5 separate regions of the Mus musculus genome follow, and all the other regions are linked to region 3. The links are chromatin contacts, called in public Hi-C, HiChIP or PLAC-seq, Micro-C and promoter capture Hi-C maps. All regions are on one chromosome and are shown on one strand. The core of a region is the stretch at or near the end of the contact, and the rest is flanking DNA. Distances in the headings are between cores, read along the strand shown.

Region 1 (2,700 bases), core at 32-2,531, 530 kb after region 3:
CCTTTCCTAACTCTGTCTGTTGCTGGGTGTTGCCCAGCTCAGAGTGGGGTTGCTCACTGGCAACTGGGGGAAAGGAAAAAGCCAGAGCCAGGGACAGGCGGGTCATGTTGAAGCTGGACCCATCTGGCCTGCGCGTTGCCATGGGTCACCTTGCCTAGAAACAAAATTGAACCGGGAATATTTTAGAATTTAAGGATCACGAATAGGGCAGAGAGCCTAATACCCTCATCTGAAAGAGCCCAAGAAAGAAATGATCTGTGCTCAAAGCCACATAGCAACCCAAAGGCGAGAGTTAAGAGAGAACCAAGATTTCCCGACTGAGGTGGGGGGGCCCCTTCTAATCCACCCAGGGCCGGCCCAGGCTTCAAGGACACCCCAAGGTCAGGCTTCTCTCTTCGTGATGGTTGCGGGGGAGGAGCTCGAGGAAAAGGATTAATTATTAGGAAAAACACAGGGCCATCAGAAGCACAGAAAAGGGGCTATGGAGCCCAGGTAGAACGAAACCTTTGCCTCCATACTGTTAGAAGGGGAGGGAAAGGATGTACGAGGCACGTGCACTTCTACGCTACAGCGGTTCCAGACTCAGAATCAAGGTCACAGATAAGGAAAGATAGTAAAGTGTTAATGGGCAACAGAGTACTGCAGCTGAGGAGTTTAGCCTTCTCTCCTGGGGCTCCCCCGAAAGGAAACCAATTTCCTCCACCCCATCGCGTAAATCCTGAGACGGTGTAAGAGCCGATCGCCCCCGTCTCCCCATCGCTTCTTGAGATCTCTTGAATAGGAAATGGGACCCTGATGCTTTGCATAGCGGAGAGTTTTTGCAAAAATAAAGAGGGGTCTGTTTTTCCACCTCATCTTGCTTCCTCCCCCGGCATGACTCAGCGCGCTGAGTTGCTGCGTGGCGCAGCGAACCGCCAGGGCGCAGGCCGGAGAACCCGGGCTGGGGGCAAGCGTGGGGGTAGAAAAAGGAGAAGTGAGGGGCCGTGGGGAAGACGGCTCTGCACTGCCCGCCACCGGCCCAAGATCCTAACCCCATAGACCCTTCCCCGAGCACGTGTCAAATGGCGCTCACCTGGCACAGGACGGGGTGGGTCTGCCTGGTACGCCGGTGGGTAGGCGAAAGGACTAAGGAGCGAACGCGGCTAGGGTCACCAGAACCTCGTTCTGCTGCGCGTTCCAAGAGAACGCAGCCTATTCAGCTGGGTTGGGGGGGACGGGAGGCGGGGCCCCGGACATTTAAAGGCGCCGCTCCGCCCTCTGCAGGTTTTTTCCCTTGCAGGGACGGGAACCGTCCAATTGAAGGTGGGCACTGTGCGCAGCACCGCCCCAAGATGCTCCGATAGGAGGCGGCACTGGGGAGGAGACAAGCGGCTAGAACACGATCCCTCCTCCGCCCCGCTAGGACGTGACTCGAGCCACATCCCGCAGGTCACCAGGCCCCCCCCCCCAACACCCCCCCCCCCAACCCCTGCCTGGCGCGCGCGCGAACATCGTGACTCAGCCGGAATGTGGGTTGGCGAAGAGTAGGGAGGGGGTCAGAGTGAGATGGTGGCTGGCCTCTCCTCCAAGACCCCTGGCTTCCGGCTGTGTAGTTGCAGCCTGACGTCACTGCTAAGAACGCAGAGCTTCGGAGCCTCCCTGCCTGCCTGCTTCGTCGCTTGACTAAAATGCAGGGCGCGTTCCATCTCTCCCTGGCCAGAGCACGGCGCAGCTGACATGGTACGCAGGCAAAACCTCCCAGAACTAGTGTGCCGGCCACATCGGAACTGAGTGGCGTATCCAGGCCTGGCGTTGCCTAGCAGATTGGCGGGAGGCACCACCCGCGAGCTAAACACACCCAGTTTGAGGAAATGACCGACAAGGACTGGCCCAAGCCAGACAGGTCTTTCCCGAACCTGATTTCCTTCTCCAAAATAAAAAAATCCGTCTCGGAGCTCTCTTGTCACCCTGTAACTCTCAGAGCACTCAGTTTCCTCAGGTCCCAATCCGCAACCCCCATTCCCATCCTGCAATCCGGATAGCGGCCCACCTGTGGCGCAGTGACAGAAGCCGCAGAGCCCGGTCAGCAGAGAGTGAGCCCGGCAGTCCAGGGCTGGGTTTTAAGGCAGCTCCTACTCCCCACCCCTCCCCTACACACCCCCGCACCAGTGTCCCAGACCTTCTCGGTAACCCCTGCCCTTTCCCCACCACGAATCCCGCGGCCGGGACCTATATTTAGGGAAACCTGAGGCTCCTGACATTCATCCCTGCGTGGGGGGTGAAGAAGAGGCAGCTTTGGTTTGCCTTGAGAGGAGGAGGTGCCACTGCTCACTCACCGGTCTTTAGAGGAACCTCTTCCTTGGAAATACAGTGAAATTAGTCAAGAAATCAGTCTCAGGTCCAGGATCTGTAAGGCAGAACAAGAAGGGAAAACATCTAGATATTGCCTCCCACTGCCTCCTCTGGTTCCCTCCTCCCTTGACTCTGGTGCCTGCTGGTGGTTGTACTTTTTTTTTTTTTCCAAAGGAGAGCAGATGCAGGCAGGATACTCACCTCTTAAAATAACCAGGAGTCTAAAGGCAGGGTGTGGCTGGCCATCCCTTTATCCTGATAGTCCAGGTTGGCAGAAACCTCCCACACTGTTGCCTGGGTGAGCAATGTCCTGCATCCTCACCCTCACATACAATAGTTTATCAGGGAAGGGAGAGGAAGAAAGGCAGG
Region 2 (2,700 bases), core at 127-2,626, 560 kb before region 3:
CCTGAGCCTCCTCTTCAGGGTGTTGTAAAACTTTCCACGCTCCCTGCTTCCAAGCGTACTCTTCAGGCGCACGCAGTTCACTTCTCTCCCGTTAAGCTATTCTACTTGGTGTTGCTTGTTCAGAGCACTCTGCCAAGTGGCCGCCTAAATCTAAACTTATCTGGTTCATTATTACCTCTAGAACCTCCTCTGACCTTCATAATATAGCTTAAGAGTTCCAACTTGCAGGGCATGGTAGGGCATGCCTGTAACCCAAGTGCTAGAGTGCAGAGGCAAGCGGGTATGATATGAAATCACACTGAACTGTATTGTCAGCTCTTTCTTCTTTTTTTTTTCTTTTTTTCTCTTTTCTTTTTTTTTTTTGGTTTTTCGAGACAGGGTTTCTCTGTGTAGCCTTGGCCTCGAACTCAGAAATCCGCCTGCCTCTGCCTCGCAAGTGCTGGGATTAAAGGCGTGTAACACCAAGACCAGCTCGTCAGCCCTTTCTTAACAAAAACTTGTACAGGGGAGTAAGGGGTGGGCTGAGGCTAAGGGCAGAGCATGCAAGGAGCTGGATTCTGCTCCTGGAGAAGGACAGATAGGAGAAGGGAAAAGTGCATTTAGCAATCCCTGAATCCTGTACTTAACCTAAGGTTAATCCCTTAACCTCTCGGCGTCAGTTTCCTCCTCTGTAAAATGAAAAGACAATAGTGTCTCGCTCAGTGTCGCGGAACTGAGTTCTGTCGCTTCCAGAACTGGGTCTTGGAACCCACCTATGGGAAGCGCCCAGTCCACCTCGGCTACTCTTTCACTGCTATTCGGGGCTATGCAGACCTCCAGTGAGCTGCCTTAGCTTTCGGAACGAACGCTCCCTAAAGGTCCCTGAAGGACCTCACCTAGTCCCACTTTTTAACCACTTTCCTACTCCCGTCCTATCACCCAACTTAAAGGAACTCTTTAGACTCGCTCCTTTAACACACTGGGAAACAGTTCCGTCACAGCGGATACCCCATCCCCCAGCTCATCTACTCCGGCCTGCTAGGGCGCAGAGCTCAGGTTTGCTCGCCTCCCGCGCCCATCCCCCACGTCCCACGGTCCCCGTTCTGCATCGCACCATCCTGCCCCGCTCCAGGCTCTCAGCCCTCGCCCCACCCCTGGTGGCTGACCGGTCTTGGAGCTGCAGGTCAGGTCTCTCTCGCGGCTCCTCGTAGAAACTGATGCCCGGGTGCGTGGCTAAAGCCCGCCACAAAAACTCCTGCGTGTAGGGTTCCAGAGGCAATGGGAAGGCAGGCGAGCGGGATTCCAGGCGGCTCCACAGCGCGGGCAGGCACAGGCCGTCGAGCCCCTCCAGGGCCACCTCGTCCAACAACGACTCGAGCGCGTCCATGGCCGCTTCAGTTAGCAGCGCCCGGGGCGCCTGCGCACCTCGCCGCCGAGGCCAGGGCCCAATGCGCCTGCGTACAGCGATCCGAGGCCTAGGGAGGACTGATGGGGAGTCCCAGCGCTCCGCCGTGACGTCACGCTACCCGAGGGCGGGCTCAATGATCAGAGTTCCTCCTCCATTGGTCCGGAACCCCGTAGTAACCAGGGGAACTGCAAACACTGTCAGGGCCGCTTCCGGTTCGGGAGGCCGGAACCGCCGCCTCTAGGGATGGACGGTTAGTGTCCGTGGGCCCCGCCGGGAGGTTGGGCGGCCGTCCCTCATCCCTCGGAGGTGTCTCAGGGAGGAACGCCTAGCCACAGGGACCCCGGCCCAGGATGGTGTCCAGCCTGAGGGGAAGGTTCTGGCGGTGCGGGATGGGGACCACGGCTGGGAGTGGTTTTGTAGGAGTCCCTCTCTCAGACTTAGGGAGGGGGGACGGGGAAGAGATTGGCGCGGGGGAGGCGTGAGGAGGATTGCGGGGGTCCTGGGATGGGCGATGGGAATGTCGAAGTTGGTTGGCGGTAAGCGTGTCCCTTGGGAGTACGTTTGTCAGCTCCTGGCATCAGGAGTGGAGGGAAAGGGCTGGGAAGAGTTTTATGTGCTTCGGTATTGTTGATAACTCACGTGAACTGAGTACTGTTCGGTGCCAGGGTTTCTGTAGCTACTGACAAGTGCAAACGTTTCACAGCAGTCCTTTGGGATAGTCACTTATTTTACAGGCGAGGGAGCTGAGGCTCAGACAAGGCAGGCCACTTTGCCTGGCCAAAGTCAAATAGCTAATCAAGAGACAGCATGAGTAAGACTCCTGGACGATGGGAGTTTAAAATCTGAAAAAAAAAAATATTTTAGAAGCCTTCCATTCCAGAGCTTGCCAGTGCACATGTCTACGGGAGCAAGTTTGGTGGGCTGTGACTGATAAACCAGTTGCCAATCTGTACAGAAGCAGATTGTTTTTAGGAGCAAGTCTCAAACTATGATAGCCAGTTAGTTAGTCAGTCGTAAGGCTAAAGGCAGCCTGGTTAGAATCACTGTGGACACTCAGGCGCTCCCTGGGAATAGCTGTTCTGATATCCAGCTTTTCAGATGGGAACACTGATGTCTGAGGAGACTGGAAGGGTCTGTGCTGCTTCACAGTTCATTACTGCCCCTTCCTTCTGCATTGCTGTGAAAGCCAGTGGATGTAGCATGGAAAGACATGTTACCATCGAATGTGTTACATCTGCTTAAAGGGTGCCTTTGTCCTTTGTCCTCGAGGCACTATAAAAAAATGCGTTTTATCAGTTTGCCCTGTCCTGCTG
Region 3 (2,819 bases), core at 173-2,672:
CATGCATATGTGTGTGTTTGCATGTATGTGGGGTGCACATGCATGTGTGTGCATGTGCAGACGGAGGTTGATTCTCTTGTTCTCTATTTTACAAATTGAGGCATGGTTTCTCACTTGAACCTAGAGCTGACTCATTCGGCTAGTCTTGCTAGTCAGCTTGCTCTGGGGATCCTGTCTGCCTCCTAAATGCTGGGATTCTAGGCTGCTACACCTGCCCAGCCATAGCTGAGTCCTGGGGGCCTGAACCCTGGTCTTTAGCAGCATCTCGCTTGGTTCCCCTTCTCCCCTCCCGTACTTATTTATTTATTCAGAGACTGGGTCTTTCACTGGAACTCACGGATCAGATCAGGCTGGTCCCTGGGATCCACCTGTTTCTGCCTTCCCAGGGCTGGAACTACAGGTGTCATGGCACTGGAGGAACTCAAGTCCCTCATGCTTGCCTGGCAAGCACTTTACTTAATAAGCCGTCTTCCCAGCTCCACCTAAGGCTACCTGAGTTTGCAATAACCAGCTCTAAAAGTTCTACCAGCAGCTGGAGTGGTTGGAAGAGGATGCTAATTTGAGAAAACAATCTGATCAGAGATTAAAAGGAGGAGAGATTTTGGGTGCGTCGGGGGCTTTTTCTATGAATAAAATAGTATGCTGCATGGGAGACTGGGCCTCTGGAAGGATGCGTTCGTTGTTCCCACTCTGTCGCCATCTCTGCTCGATCGCCCCACCTGCATCCAGGCTACAATTTCCGGTTAATGAACAAAGCTCTTCACACCCGGGTGGCTTTGCACAGCTGCTGCTTCAGCCAGGAACCCCCCACCCCCTTCTTCCGTTCTGCTATACACCTTTAATCCCAGCTTTTCCTTAAACTTACTTCGCGGTCTCCCTACAGCAGAGCTCGAAAGTTCTGCCTGAACCCTGCACGGCCCCACAGACCCCAGGTCTCTGAGTAGCCTAGTAGTCTTATGAGGTCCCCTGGAAATCGAATGGATAGGTGGAAGGATGAATGGGCAGACAGGCGGGTGAACAGATGGACCGGTAGTTGAATGAGCGAGTGCATTCTGAATAGGAGAGCTCGGATTTATTTTTCTTCTTTGAAACAGATCCAGGCTCCGCCCCACAAGCACAGGCTGGAATAGTCTGGGACAGTCTAGCCCCTCGGGGACCAAGCAGCTGGACCAGGTGACCCTCTGTGACTCCCCCGAGCCCTCTCTAACCTCGTTCTGGCCCCCTCCTGGGCTCTGACCTAGAAAAAGAAGCTTATGCCAATGACCGGCGGGCCTTAGGACCCCGCGTGGCCGGAAAGCGGGCGGGGCATCGTGCGGCTCCCGCGGCGGTGGGGAGGTCCAGGCCCGTGGCGCCTGGCGGGAGGGCGCGGCGGGAGTGCGCGTGCGCGGAGCGCGCACCCGGCGCGGCGGACAAAGGCGCGTGCGGCGGCGCGCGAGGCGGAGGGCGGAGCGGCGGGCGGGCAGGTACGCGCCGGCGGGAGGCGGAGCCGCGAGGCCGCGATGGAGCGCAGCCCGGGCGGGCACCGGCGCTGGAGCCCGAGTGCCGGGCGGAGCGGGAGCCTCAGCCGGAGCCGCAGCCTCAGCCCGCGCCAGGCCGGGGCAGGAGCCCGCAGGGCCGGGCTGCTCGCAGCGGCGGCGCCCGAACCCCCCAGCGGCTGAGCGGTGACCTCCATCCTCGCACGCGGCTGCTGGGACGCAGCGACCGATCCAACCCGGGCCCCCCAAGATCTGCTTGCTACAACCGCACACCTCAAGACACAGAGAGACCCAGGCTTGGGGCGCTAGCCTCCCTAATCCGCTACTCCGGCACACAGGGACCCCAAACCTAGGACAGCAAGATCCTCTTGCTAACGAGAAGCCGCGGGCACCCCAAAGCCTCGGGACCCGGGCGACCAAGCCCCTTGCGACGCCTTCAGCGTCCCGGCTCATGGTGGTAGTGGTGCCCTGAGCCCCTCTCGGGCCGGGCAGACGAAGATCGACACGGCGCCCAGGCCCCCTGCCGCGGCGTCCCCGCGGCCCCAGCCCAGGTAAGTGGGACCCAGGTGAGGGGCGGCAGGTGAGTGGTACCGAGGTCCCTAGAGTCCTGCAGGTGGGGAAGGAAGTCCAGAGTGCGCGCTCCCCCTCCTCAGCGTCGCCATGGAGCCGAGGCTGAAGGACGTCTCTTTGTGTCTCGCTTGGAGGAGCCGCCCCCTCCTCCTCTCCCTTCCCCCACCTTCCACCCCAACCCTGAGATTTGGGCACAGCTTCGGACCCCGGGAGAGAGGAGTTGCGACGCCCTGGAGAGGGGTTAGAAGGTGGAGAGTCTCCCCGGAATAGCCTGGAGCCTTAGACCTTAGGTCCTTTGAAGAATAAAGACACGTAACTATCATCTCCCAAAGACCAAGCTGAGTTCTTAAGTGACACCCACCCTCCCCACAGGAAAGAGAAAATTTGGGGCGCCCAAAGGTGAGAGGTGCCTGCATTCTGCAGCTCTGGGTGACAGCTGGGGCTTTGGGTGTGTGCCTTTGTCTGAGAGGGCAGGGAAGGGGCGTGTTTGAGAGGATGAGTCTCTTATTTTCTGACTCTGAGACCCCAGCTCAGGTCTCAGTGGGGCTCTTTATCCAGTCCCTCTTTGTGCTCCCTGCAGAACAGGGAGAGGACAAGCCCTCTCAGTGAACAGCTAGTTTGGGGGAGGGAGGTACCCTGAATGAAGAAACCATTTCGGGTCAGAGCACCTTTCTGCCCCTCTAAGTCCCAAGGACAGCAAACCTGAGTGTTTTCCCTTTTTCTGACCCGGGGAACACCTAGGGCCAAGTCCGGGACTGGGACACTGTGTCCTCT
Region 4 (2,734 bases), core at 67-2,566, 670 kb before region 3:
AAGGTAAATGCTACAGCTGCAGGAGAACCTACGCACTGTCTCAAGAGTGGTCCTGGGCAGAGCACGGGATTGGACTAGTTCACTGCTCATCAATGGAGTCTTCAACAAGTTGTTTCGCCTCAAAGGTTGACTAAACATTGGCCTCACGGGTGCAGGCATGAGGTCTGAGTGACGGCTAGAGTGTCGGTTTGCACAGGATAGACATGATCTTATGAACCTGCTTGTGAGTTCTGAAGAGATGAGTCTCGGAGGCAGATTTTAAGGGATTCTAAAAGCTGCCCTAAACTATGGGGACCACCCTTGGACTGTCGAGGGAAGAGGCAGAGGCAGGAGGTCACCCATGGTTTGACAGGAATGGTGATAGCCTCAGCATGGTCAGAAAATGAATGGAAACCTCACTGTTTAGAATTAATTTGAACTTTCAATAATAAAGCCCTTTTTATGAGGAAGGAAGGAAGGAAGGAAGGAAGGAAGGAAGGAAGGAAGGAAGGAAGGAAGGGAGGGAGGGAGGAGAAAGGAAGGAAGAGAGAGAAAGAAGGGAGGAAAGAAAGAAAGAAAGAGAGAGAGAGAAAGAAAAAAAGAAAGAAAGAAAGAAAGACAGACAGACAGACAGACAGACAGAAAGAAAGAAAGAAAGAAAGAAAGAAAGAAAGAAAGAAAGAAAGAAAGAAAGAGTTTATTTTCTCTATTTGTTTGGATTTCTATCTGTGTGTGGCTGCCTTGCCCTCCTGGCTGGACAAGGGGCACAGCAAGGCTCTCAGGAGCAGCAGGGTTCTCTCCTCCAGGGTAGCAGCGCATGTCCTCCTTCCCACAATGCTGAGGCTGGGGACTGGGGAATGGATGGTCATGAGCAGTGCTTAAGGCAGAAAGTCTGAGTGTCTGGGTCATTCTGAATCAGGACCCTGGGGCAGGCAAGGGACAGACAAAATGGACCAGTTAGACACCTGTAAAAGAGCAGTCATGAGGTAGGCGTCCACCTTCAGTCTGTCCCATCTGTGCTGAGGGGCTCAGGGTAAATACCAAGGGCTTCAGGTGGGATGTGCTACTGTCACATCTCTGTCTCGGTTTCTACATCTTCAAGAAGTGGCAAGTCCCACTTCACTGCCTGCCTCTTGGGACACGACTGTGAGGCCTTTGGGATGATGTCATCTGTCTGCAAGATGTCAGACCCCAAATATCGTGTTAAGGGTGACCTTTGGGGAGCCGTGGGTGCCTGCTTGCAGGCATCTTAGTTTTTCTTGCCCCTTCTGGAGGATCTGGCTGGGTTGGGCGGGGCACTGTTTACCACATCCCCTCCCCACCCCTTGCCTGGCCTCAGATAGACACCGAAGCCTCCGCTGGTGGCCCTGTGTTTCAGTCGCACACAGCTGTCTGCCCACTTCTCCTGTGGTGTGCCTCACGGTCACTTGCTTGTCTGACCGCAAGTCTGCCCATCCCTGGGGCAGCCAACTGGCCTCAGCCCGTGCCCCAGGCGTGCCCTGTCTCTGTCTGGCTGCCCCAGCCCTACTGTCTTCCTCTGTGTAGGCTCTGCCCAGATGCCCGGCTGGTCCTCAGCCTCAGGACTATCTCAGCAGTGACTCCCCTGATTCTGGACTTGCACCTGACTGAACTCCTGCCCACCTCAAACCTTCACCTCCCACCACCACCACTCCGAGTCCCGCTGTGACTCCCACGCCCAGGAGACCACCCAAGTGCCCCAGCCTAAAGAATGGCTTTCTGAGAAAGACCCTGAAGGAGTAGGTAAGTAGACTCTAGTTCTTGTTCTCCCTGAGTCTGGGGGCCTTTTTTCTGTCTTTTGCATAACACTGTGGTGGGACACAGGCAAAGAACACTACGCAGTTAGTGTGGGCAGAGTCAGGGCTGGAGTTCCTTGTTCAACTGACTAAAAATGACTAGGAATGCCCTTGCTGAATGTTGGAGGGTTATGGAGGCAGGAGCATGGCTAGCATAATCCCTTGCCTATGCAAAACTGCCTGCAAGAAGTGGTGAGGAGAAAAAAAAAGAGAGACTCTGGATGGTAGACAGTCTGCCAGGCAGTGATAGGCAGTAGCCAGGGGCATTGGGAAGCTTCCAGGGGGCCGTTTTGTAGGGAGGAAATCAGGTACTACCGGCCAGTATAGTTTATTACTTTAACTCCATCTATCCTTCCAGGCAGGTGGGGTGCCTACTTCACAGAGAAGGAAATCTGACTCCACAGGGGAAGAGTGACATTCCTTATGGGTCTTGTCATGATATGGCAAGGTGGGCAGTCCAACCAGGTGTCACCACCCAAATCCAGGGCCTGGGTCAGATGATAAGAGGTAACACCTCTTCCATGAGAAGAGAGGGGAGCCCGGAGGTTGTTGGAAGTCTAGTCTAGAGAACAGAATAGGAGAAGGCGGCACATGGGTTAATAGCATAGGAAATAATGTCTGTGCTTAGGACGTGTCAAGAGGACCAGAGCAGGTCATAGATGCATTAGAGGGTCACGAGTAGTTCCTAAGAGAATGTCTGTGCTCTCTGAGGCAGTTAGAGCACATGGTAGCATTTCCGAGTCTAGCAGCGAACCAGGGCAAGCCTCTCTGCTTCTTTGAGCCTCCTGGGTCCTCACTTTCTCCATCTGTAAAATGGGGATCAAGGTGGCTCTATCTTTGTGAGGCTGTTTATGAGAACTCCAGGACATCAGAATGTCAAGATTGACTTCAGGGGCTCCTACACCCAGGTACCCTGCCCCATGGAGGAGAAGGGCTAACCA
Region 5 (2,700 bases), core at 47-2,546, 970 kb after region 3:
CACCTTTAATCCCAGCACTTGGGAGGCAGAGGCAAGTGAATTTCTGAGTTCAAGCCAGCCTGGACTACAGAGTGAGATCCAGGACAGCCAGGGCTATCCAGAGAAACCCTGTCTCGAACCCCCCCCCCAAAAAAAAAAAAACCAAAACAAAAAACCAAAACAACAACCACAAAGATTGTATTTATTTTATGTGTATGAGTACTCTGTAGCTCTCTCAGACACACCAGAAGAGGGCATCTGATCCCATTACAGATGGTTGTGAGTCACCATGTGGTTGCTGGGAATTGAACCTGTGGAAGAGCAGTCAGTGCTCTTAACCATTGAGTCATCTCTCTGGCTCCTTTATTATTTTTATTAGAAAAAAAAAGTTTCACTATGCAGGTCTGCCTGGCCTTCAACTTACAGAAGTCCACCTGCTTCTGCCTCCCCAGGGCTAAGTGGCACCATGCCCAGTTAAAAATATCTAGAGAGATAGGCAAGATGGTACTGTATGTAGTATTGTAGAGTGGATTTGACCTTGGGCTATTTCTTCCCACACTACCAGTAGTGAGAAATGCTTCTTTACTGTATAATTTAGGTAAATCAGTCCTCTCTGAACTATCTTTAAGTGCACGTGTAAAGTGAGATCGCAATCCTCTGTGCTGAGCAAATGTGACCCAGTGTGTAAAACAGCAAACTTTCAAGAACAGGTACCCAAGCCAGGCACGACAACTCCTGCCTTATACTCTCCAGATTCGGGGTGAGGGTCGGGGGCTTGCCACTGGTTCTAAACTAACCAGGTTTACATAGTGAGCCTCTGACAAGTCAGAAACAACACTCGGTAGATGAAAGCGACAGATTGGGCGGTGGTGGATCTGGGCCGCATGCGGGCAAACAGTAAGCTGTCTGGCAGATCAGGGGATGGGAAGGCGACGCGAGAAAGAACGAAGAAGGAAAAAGGAGGGGAAAGAAGAGAGGAGGCAACAGGGCCCGCTCTCCAGGCGGGGCGCCAGCGAGAGGCCCAGACCCCCGGGAGCGCACGTGGCCTACGCGGGCACAGCAATCTCGGTGGGGCGTCAAGATCCAGCAGCGGCGGAGCCCGGCTGAGGGTGGTTGGAACTCGGCTGCAGGGCCTTGAAGGCCGGGCTAGGCATGGTCTGTTGGTTAGGAGTTTCCGGGCCGCGGACACCTCTGAGTCCCGGCTACCCCTCCCGGGGCGGTTAGGGACAGAAGCTCAGGCCTCCAGCCTCTCCCCTAGGGGCGGGGCCAGACGGGCGAACCAATGAATGTCCGCCCCTGGGGCCCCGCCCCGCCCCCGCCTCCGGAGCCGCGGCCTTCGCAGAGCACCCAACCGCCCCTCGCCCAGGCCCGGGGCCGCACGAGCACCGAACCTCGGGCTGGTGAGTGCGCACTCCACCCCGGGGCCTCAGCTCCAGCGGGCCTCCGGCTCATCCCTTAGCGCTCAGGTCGCCGACCCAGGCTCTGGGGAGTGACTCAGCGCGAGGAGGGTGGCAACTCGCGGGAGCTGGAGATTCGAACTGTTCAGGGCCCTGAATGTCGGGATGAGTGGGGTGAACGGGTGTCTTCTGAGCTGGGCCCTGGGCAGTGTCGGAGCGTGGGGTTGGGTTAGGGTGGATGGGAAAGGACTGGACTCGGAGCCTGGGCAGGGCGGGGGAAGCCACGGCTGCACCGCCTTGTCTGGGCCGGGGCCACAGTGGGGGTGGGGGTGGGGGTGGGGGGCGGGTCCTGAGCCTCTGATCCAGCGCCCCGCCTCAGGACACCAAGATGCCTGGCGAACAGCAGGCAGAGGAGGAGGAGGAGGAAGAGATGCAGGAGGAGATGGTGCTGCTGGTGAAGGGTGAGGAGGAGGAGGGTGAGGAGAAGTATGAGGTGGTGAAACTCAAGATCCCTGTGGACAACAAGGAGGTACGTGTTCCGTCCCGATCCCACCCCCACCCTCGAACCTGTGCCAGGTTCAACGTCCCTCAGACAGAAGTCAAAAATCCTGCCCCCGCCTTTTCCTGGATCTCAGATCTAGAAACTCAGAATTGGCCCATCCTTGTGCTCACTGCCCCCCACGCCCCATTGGATAGACGTTTGGCCCACTGTGAGAGCCAGATGCCATGCTGGGTGCTGCTTGAGGCACCGTGCTGAGTGGCTTCAGTCTCCACGCAGCCTGATGTCTGTAAACTCACAATCCTGTATCCTGAGTCCAGATATAGGAGTTAGCAAAGGCCAGAGGTGAGGGAAGATGAGGCCAGGCCGCAGTAACAACAGCTACCTCTCGCATAGTTTATGGTGTGCCAGATGCTATTCTAAGCACCTCCAGTCTGGTTTGTTGCTAGTACTGACTCCATTTTCTAGGTGAGGAACTGAGTCTAAGACAGTTGGCAACCGACCTAAGTGACTACCCCAGACTGGAAGAGTGGCTCTGTCTGTAGGGAGCTATGGGACAGTAGTTCCCTCATACTCCAGCACAGCTCCAGGCAGGTTGGTTGGCAGAGCATGCTGGGGATCTGGGTTTTCTCCTGGAGGTTTTTAGGACATCAGAATGAGTTAGAGTCTGCCATTTGAGACCCTAACTATTCACCAATTATTTTACTTCCCAGAGCTGCCAGGGACCCTGGGCTGTCCCTTTCTCAGTAGACTTGAGTTCAGCTGGAGGGCTCTGGCTGCCTTGGGGATAAATGCTCGTTCCCCTAGCGGACCTGATGAGTTGCT

What was found. Promoter capture Hi-C pulls out the DNA fragments that hold promoters and counts their contacts. Hi-C and Micro-C count contacts between places; a contact is called where the count stands out from the background. HiChIP or PLAC-seq counts read pairs in DNA pulled down with a chosen protein or histone mark.
Region 1: a contact with region 3 is called in a Hi-C map of cortical neurons, with 2.9 times the contacts expected there. The contact joins the promoter of Aldoa here to the promoter of Sbk1 in region 3. A contact is called at or near these places in 1 of 39 promoter capture datasets (cranial neural crest), 1 of 484 Hi-C or Micro-C datasets (cortical neurons) and 3 of 115 datasets of contacts at active chromatin or transcription factors (bone marrow-derived macrophages, large pre-B cells and pancreatic cancer cells).
Region 2: an H3K27ac HiChIP or PLAC-seq map of extraembryonic endoderm stem cells shows a contact between it and region 3, with 5 times the contacts expected there. The contact joins the promoter of Gtf3c1 here to the promoter of Sbk1 in region 3. A contact is called at or near these places in 4 of 39 promoter capture datasets (the HPC-7 cell line, HPC-7-derived erythroid cells, cranial neural crest and 1 more), 6 of 115 datasets of contacts at active chromatin or transcription factors (astrocytes, craniofacial prominence, embryonic forebrain and 3 more) and 1 of 9 other capture datasets (macrophages).
Region 4: a contact with region 3 is called in a promoter capture Hi-C map of pre-B cells. The contact joins the promoter of Il21r here to the promoter of Sbk1 in region 3.
Region 5: a contact with region 3 is called in a Micro-C map of embryonic stem cells, with 3 times the contacts expected there. The contact joins the promoter of Zfp771 here to the promoter of Sbk1 in region 3. A contact is called at or near these places in 1 of 39 promoter capture datasets (pre-B cells) and 1 of 484 Hi-C or Micro-C datasets (embryonic stem cells).

What each region holds. Positions count from the first base shown.
Region 1 is chr7:126,797,973-126,800,672 of GRCm38.p6, forward strand. Aldoa (aldolase A, fructose-bisphosphate) reads right to left here and starts at 1,282. Exons shown (of 9, transcript NM_007438.4): 1 at 1,073-1,282.
Region 2 is chr7:125,706,312-125,709,011 of GRCm38.p6, forward strand. Gtf3c1 (general transcription factor III C 1) reads right to left here and starts at 1,377. Exons shown (of 37, transcript NM_207239.1): 1 at 1,146-1,377. The coding sequence starts at 1,366. It overlaps D430042O09Rik (RIKEN cDNA D430042O09 gene), which reads left to right and starts at 1,559. Exons shown (of 28, transcript NM_001081022.2): 1 at 1,559-1,637. The coding sequence starts at 1,631.
Region 3 is chr7:126,271,074-126,273,892 of GRCm38.p6, forward strand. Sbk1 (SH3-binding kinase 1) reads left to right here and starts at 1,423. Exons shown (of 4, transcript NM_145587.3): 1 at 1,423-2,026.
Region 4 is chr7:125,602,113-125,604,846 of GRCm38.p6, forward strand. Il21r (interleukin 21 receptor) reads left to right here and starts at 1,317. Exons shown (of 9, transcript NM_021887.2): 1 at 1,317-1,740.
Region 5 is chr7:127,243,230-127,245,929 of GRCm38.p6, forward strand. It overlaps Zfp771 (zinc finger protein 771), which reads left to right and starts at 1,297. Exons shown (of 3, transcript NM_177362.4): 1 at 1,297-1,379; 2 at 1,756-1,905. The coding sequence starts at 1,765.